Linked DNA regions of Bicyclus anynana: region 2 is linked to region 1. The links are chromatin contacts, called in public Hi-C maps. All regions are on one chromosome and are shown on one strand. The core of a region is the stretch at or near the end of the contact, and the rest is flanking DNA. Distances in the headings are between cores, read along the strand shown. Region 1 has its middle 13 kb from the start of LOC112045973. Region 2 overlaps LOC112045973.

Region 1 (3,648 bases), core at 21-2,520:
AACATTTTAGAAATGGCTATTGTCTACACCCATTGTGGATTATAAGTTAGTCAAAGAAGAATTTATACATTCGTCTAAACTTATATACACTCTGGTCTCTGCCAGTTGTGCGAGACATCAATAATAAATAATAATTAGTAGTATTATAGATAGTGTACTAGCCAACAATATGGTCAATATTATTTGACATTCTGATATTTAAATACTAATTCTTACATAAGAGCCACCACCCCGCTAGCAAAGAGATTATGCATTTTCTGGGCTATGGTATCAGTAAATCAGTCTACAGTTAAGGCGTTGGACTTGGGGTTGCCAGGTCACGAAGTCCAATAAGTCCAGTGCAAGGGTGAAAAGGCCGGACACATTATTGAGAACTTTGTGTCTCTATAGGTATAGTTCGACACCGTTTGTTTTGGCCGGACACACAATCAAAAAGCCCAACTGTGTCTGGCTTGATCTAGACCCCTGGCAACGCTAATTGGACTAAATACAAGGTTCTATGTTCTAACTCTTGACTTTTACGCTGAATCCTGAAACTTTTTCTTAGTTAGAGGGTAATGGTGAATATCAATCATGTTTTAAAAGACATGGTTAATATAATTTTATTAAATAAAAAAACCAACTTATATTTTATTGCTATTCCTAGTTCAATTGAGGCCATGAGGCACACCCACTTATTAGCAGACATTAATATAGCTATAACTAAAATCAAGCTTTAGCAATTTTTCAATGCATGTATAAATATTTCAATTTTATTTTTAAATGCGTATTTAAATACATTGTAACTAAAAATAATATTTTTATAAAATATTGTTAAGATTGATTAATTAGGCGAGACACGATTTATTTTATCATTAAAAATAAAATTAACAGGTAGCAGGTAAACAAATAAATACTGACACTGAGGTCCTACCGTCCGTTAATTAGCTATGTACCTAAACCAACTTTAAAAATAGAATACTAATTTAAAATATGTATCAAAATAACGTTCGATAATAGTTTGAAACAAAGAGGTTCTAAACTTGAACTTGGGAATAAAAAAAAATAATAAAAACAACACCTACCTGCCGACCCGGAGCAAGGATCACGAATTGTACAGCCACAGCAATTAAAGTAAGTTTATAATCTATTTACATGAAAGTATTGAACAGTTTTTTCACGTTTTATGAGTTTTGCTTGAATATAATTACCGCACATTTAATGAAAACAAATAGTTTTTATGCGCAAAAACCATCTTCGCGAAACACAATTGATTGATTCGCTGACAAGGTTGCCATATTAAAATCAACAAAAGTTTAGTGAAGAAAAAGTCAATTTAGGATTGCCGCATTTTTGTACAGTAAATAAATAATTCTTTTTGCATCTTGAACTAATGAATTCACTGTTGTTGTTTTTTTGAGAACATTCAACTATTCTGTAAATCTAAAATTTTTACAGATATGCCGTTCTATTTCGACTGCGAGTAGTTTATATTGGTGGATTTACCTTTTGCACTTTATAATCATAGATTAATGAATAATTTTTCATGAATAATATTGAAAAATTAATTTTCAATATTATTCATGAAAAATGGCGTCTTATGTTTTTATTGGTAATTATTGATTAATATATTAATTTACGTAGTTGTTGTTAAAGCCTATTTATTATTTTCGTAGAATTCTGACATTTCTATTTCCGTTTCCGATGTTTCTATAAGTAAAACAGTTCCCTTAAAGAAGACAAATGACAAACTCAACTAAAACGAAACGAAAAAAAATCGTTTATAGAAATAAAATGTATACTCGCTTAAGTTTTAATTAAATTATAAATCAACAAAATATTATCTTAATCTATACTAATATTATAAAGAGGTAAAGTTTGTAAGTTTGTAAGTTTGTAACAATTTTTTGAAATGGGGTAATCTTCGGAACTACTGGACCGATTTTAAAAATTCTTTCACCAGTAGAATGCTACGTTATCGGGGAGTGCTATAGGCTATATTTTATATTTCTATCATATATAACTACTGAGTAGTCGCGGGTTTTCTCTTACAGGTCAGACCGAAAAACTTACTTTTTCGCATGCGCTGCCTCAACCATTGCGTATAACTGAAATAAATGTATGGAGGCTTTTTGAACCTTTAAAAGTTCTACAAAAAAGTCCGCGACACCATATATCTATCTTTTATATTTTAGCAGATATAGTACCTTTAGTACTTTAATAAATTATTTAAATTTTAAACTAAGGTTTACGTCATTATTTACACAACTAAACTTAAATCCTTATCAAAATAAATTATTTAATAATCACAAGGATATTATAGAGATAAGATTTGCCCTTTACAGTATGTTAATTAGTTATATAGTTTCGGAGATAATACAAAATTTCTGAAAGTCGCAGAAATGCCGCTATATGACGCCCCGCGGTTTCAATTACGTGGTTCCCGTTCCCGTATGAATATGAGGACCAAACATAGCCTATGACACTCGCAAATAATGTAGCTTTCTATTGGTAAAAGAATTTTCCAAATCGGTCCAGTAGATCCAGAGATTACCCCCGACAACCACACAAACTTTACCTCTTTATAGTATTAGCATAGAAGTCGCTTGGGAAATTATAGTCTTTTGGTCATTGCACCACGCACAAAATGCTGGACCAATTTTGCTGAGGGTAGGGATAGGATAGAGGTAGGGAAGGGGTAGGATAGAGGTAGGGTAGGGGTAATTTAGGGAAAGTGTGGGGTAGGGTAGGGTAGGGTACGGATAAGGTAGGGGTAGTGTAGGGTAGGGGCAAGGTAGAGGTAGGGGAAGGATATGGAACGTCTAGGGTAGGGGAGGAGTAGGATAGGGGTAGGGTAGGGTAGGGGTAGGGTACGGGTAGGGTAGGGTTAGGGTAGGGATAAGGTAGGGAAGGGTTAGGGTTAGTGGTAGGGTAGGAGTAAGGTAGGGGTAGGGTAGGGGTAGATTAGGGGTAGGGTAGGATAGGGTATGGATAGGTTACGGGTAGGGTTAGGGTAGGGTAAGGTGGGGGGAGGGAAGGGTTAGCGTTAGCGGTAGGGTAGGAGTAAGGTAGGGGTAGGGTAGGGTAGGGTAGGGTAGGGTTGGGTAGGTTTACGAGTAGGGTAAGGTAGAGGTAGAGAAGTTTACATAAATTTTTACGCGGACGAAGTCGCGGGCGTCCGCTAGTTTTAAGTAAAACAATAATTCACAAAATACTAAATTCGATAGAAATGACGTGGGGAAATATATTATCAACTAGCCAGACCGGGGAAGACAGCAGATTTCACAAACCTTTTTATAAAATGTAGTACCTATTATTTCCGATGTTATTTTCGACTAAAATACAATTATAAAATTTATAATTTTATATAAAATTTCATTTCAAGTGAATTCGTATCCCCAAATGCAATTTCTATAGCTTTATAAAATCCAGATTAAAAATGTCAGAATTCTACCGAATTAATAAACAGACTGTAGTATTCAATTTTGAAATACATAAATTATGAAAAAAGTTTGTCTAAGCTGATGTCAAGGAGACGCGTGACGTTTGTTTCACCGGCTTCACCACGTTGCTTGTAAAGACTCATTCTGGATCATTCTATATTCTGTGTTTATAATTTAAAAAACCATCGTCTTTTGGCTACTTACTTCGCGCCATTGACCTATGTGC
Region 2 (3,641 bases), core at 192-2,691, 38 kb before region 1:
CATTACTTGTTCTTTGCATAAGTTCTTGATCCACATTTTTGTTGCAAAAAACCTGACAAATCAGTGTCAATAGATTGAATTGTCAAGATCAGTTTGTAGATTGAATTGTGAAGATTTAGTGATGTAATGAATCACATTTTTCAGATCTGTTATCTGGGTGGTATTATTACCGCGGTTTATAGAGATTTTTATACAAAATGGAAATGTGAATTCTCACACACACACATACACACAGTATGCAACACCATATTTAAATTATCTGTCGAATTTTTAGTGAAATTACAGACACACAGGCTAAAATTTACGCCTCAGGTGAATGAATAGTGACTCGTTTACTGATTGGAGTAATACTATTAAGTCACAGGTGGCTTTTTTGTAGTTTGATGAATCGTTTGTTTAAAATGGTTAATAAAGGAAAATGTTTTCACATCAACACTCACAAATAAAAGTTAGGAAATAATCACACATTATAACGGTTGCATAATATATAAGGTTACAAAATCACGGTTAAAGGACATATGAATTAAAGTAATGAATAAAATTAAATTAAGCAATCCCATATCTGACTGATTAGTGGTTATCATCATGATTCAAGGTTGCCCATATTAATTATTATATTGGTCAACTGACGTAATGTAATCATAGATTACTGTAATTCAGATAATTTATTAATTAGATTATTCTAAATTACTTTACATCATTTGTTGCACCCAACTAAATAATTGGAATTCTTCAAATAAGCTGCTGCTTTTATTTTATTTTAGTTATATATAATGCCATAGATAAATGGCACAAAGTATGACATAAAGCACAAAAATATCACAATAACTATGGGAACCATGGATTTTACTGGAATTAATAGAATATTGCCTATATTGTTCAAAAATATTTTTTTGCTTCTTGTCTTTCAGTTGAATTCAAATTAAAATTGGTTCACTAATAAAAATATAAATAGTACACTTCCAGATCTGCCGCATTTCATTTTCATGAAAATTGGTTTATAATATTGTGTTAAAGTTAAAATAATTGAAATATGTGTTTGAAGTCGTTTCCATTTTTATGTAAAAAATATTATTTATATATTACTAGCGTACATCTAAAATAGTAAAAAATCTAGGAAAAACTTGTAAAGAAAAGTACAAATAAATAAATTCATAGAAAGTCATAAAAATAATATTTCTGAAGTAATTGTTTTTCTTAAAAGTTCTTATAAAGTCAGGGACAGCATATGCCTTATATCTTTTAAGGTTGACTTACTATAACCTGCTCTCACAAACAATTATGTGTGTCCACTAGTTACTAATACATTACAACAAAAACTACAAGCTTCAGCAAGAATTACAACAAAGTAAAAACAATAAACATGACACCTGTATAAACACTGATCACTGGCCGTGTGAAACAGGTTTCAGAACAAGGAAATTATCCACAAAGAGGACGTGTGACCTTGACCTTGCTACCTGCTCACAATGCCTCAACTGAGATGAATACAGGCATATGTGTACACATATAGAGCAGGACATCTCCTTGTGATATACTTTGTCTGGAAATGTACTGCCATCTTGCTTATTTATTATTAACCACCAGATGCAGTACGGTTTCACTCGTGTAGTTCACGTTACAGTAGGAATACAGGGATAAAATATAGCCTATAGCATTCAGGGATAATGATGCTACCCAACAGTAAAAGAATTTTCCAAATCAGTTCAGTGGTTACAAATCTTTCCTCTGTATAATATTAGTTTATCTGAATGACTGCAGACAAAGCTGTATTTTGCGGGGATCTTTAGGTTTCATATTACATCCTCATTTAATACATATCCTCTTGTATCCTTGCACTTGCAATATCAACATTTATCTGGTAAAATAACTTTAATTGCTCTGCATTACATATCCATACCATGCTAACTTTTAACTCCGTTTATTACATTTTTCTGCCATTGGAGCCATTTTCAGATCACTTAATGTAAAACTGTAGGTATTTTATAGACTAGAAATAGTTAATAATATACATACTAATAATGTTATTGTTAGTTAATATAGAAGACAGCTGTCAGTGGATACTGGGTAGTCAATGCTAATTACATCTAAAACTGTGGGCCCATTTCCCACATCTAGAGAATATGTTCTGTGACATATATGTAAATGTTCTTCATTTGTCTTGGATAGTTCATTAACAGTAAAATAGTAAAATTCATACAGGCATACACATGAAAAATTGCAAGCATCAGCTAAAAATACATAAAATGCTATTCAAGTAATAAGAAAAAGTAAAACTTTGAATGCCAATAATAATCGTTATTTTTATTATTTCAATTTAATTTCAACTACAGAGCTATATCTTAGCATTCCATGGATTCACCGTGCAGGTGCCGGGTCCATCGCGTGGTAGAGAGAAAAACACTGTGCAAAGTCCAGGACTTGTGACTACTGGATGTAGGGTTAAGGAATTCAAGGAAGTCCCCTCGTGTTATTCTCCCTACCTATCCAAATTTGGTAAGATCCTATTTGAGCAGCTTTGGATACCCGTTCTAATATAAAACTAGCTGCACTTCTAGAGAGACCAAGGTCTTTAAGCAAGTTATAGAGAGATTTTGCTGGTAATCCTCTCGCACCTACTTCTACAGCGTACAGACTAACTACATAGCCATTTTTAGTTAGTTCATTTGTTAGGTCATAATATTTATTATAATATATGCAGGGCCGGATTAAGGAGGTCTAGCGGCGAACGAAGTTGCGGGTGTCTGCTAGTACAAAATACAGGGATAATAAAGCATATGACTCTCACAAATAATGTAGTGGTCAAAGAAACTTTCAAACCAGTTCAATAGATCCAGAGATCACCTTCAATACAACAAACTTTATAATATTAGTATAGATTCTACACATCTACTTAAATGGATAGAGTCAATAAAACCTCTTTAGAATACTAACTAACAGCTGACAAGGTTATCAAGTCTGCAATATTTAGAGAAGTAATTTAAGAATCCTTTGAAAAATAAACTACAAATCTATCTGAATGATTTGCAATTTTGCATTGAAAAAGTAGTTTTAAACAAATTATTAGAGATTAATTATATCTTATGGCTGTTCAATGATTCGTTGCCCATAAAAAAAAAGTTCTTGCATTCATTTGATCATGTTTTATATTATACTACATTATGTAGGTGTACACTCGAAAATCTATTTCGAGCATTAATTAATACAAATTAAGATGTGAACCAACATTTACTGTCTGAGGCACGTTCATACTTAATAAGTACATAACAATGGAGAGATCATACGTACGTTAAAGGAATTGCATTACTCATATTTATAGGAATTGCAAGTAATAATGCGCAACTTTTATAAATCTTTAACCATGTCGTGGTAAAGTAAAATCGTAAAGAAAATAAAGAACTAAGATATCGACTTACCGGTACTAAAACTTCACAAGTAAATTATGCAACATATGGGTACAAAAACAAATATTTATATTACTTTTCATCACTTTTATGCCACTTTCTACGAAACAATTTGACAAAAAAATTACATGAAATCTCAAACTCAAACGTCAAAATCAACGATATTTTTTTTCGAAACGTCACCTTGGACAGGACTTGCTGCCGGTCCTGTTTTTCGTTCCGTTTCACGGTCACCGA

The links. Hi-C and Micro-C count contacts between places; a contact is called where the count stands out from the background.
Region 2: a contact with region 1 is called in a Hi-C map of whole body, with 2.7 times the contacts expected there. The contact joins two enhancer-like sites. A contact is called at or near these places in 2 of 2 Hi-C or Micro-C datasets (whole body and whole larva).

The regions. Positions count from the first base shown.
Region 1 is chr18:13,570,398-13,574,045 of ilBicAnyn1.1, reverse strand. No RefSeq gene overlaps it. Among protein-coding and RNA genes, the nearest start is that of LOC112045973, 13 kb to the left of the region's middle. Within about 2 kb of position 1,270, at least 1 of the 8 cell types and tissues checked has open chromatin away from gene starts, as enhancers often do.
Region 2 is chr18:13,608,956-13,612,596 of ilBicAnyn1.1, reverse strand. All of the region lies in intron 3 of LOC112045973, which reads right to left. Among protein-coding and RNA genes, the nearest start is that of LOC112045944, 14 kb to the left of the region's middle. Within about 2 kb of position 1,441, at least 7 of the 8 cell types and tissues checked have open chromatin away from gene starts, as enhancers often do.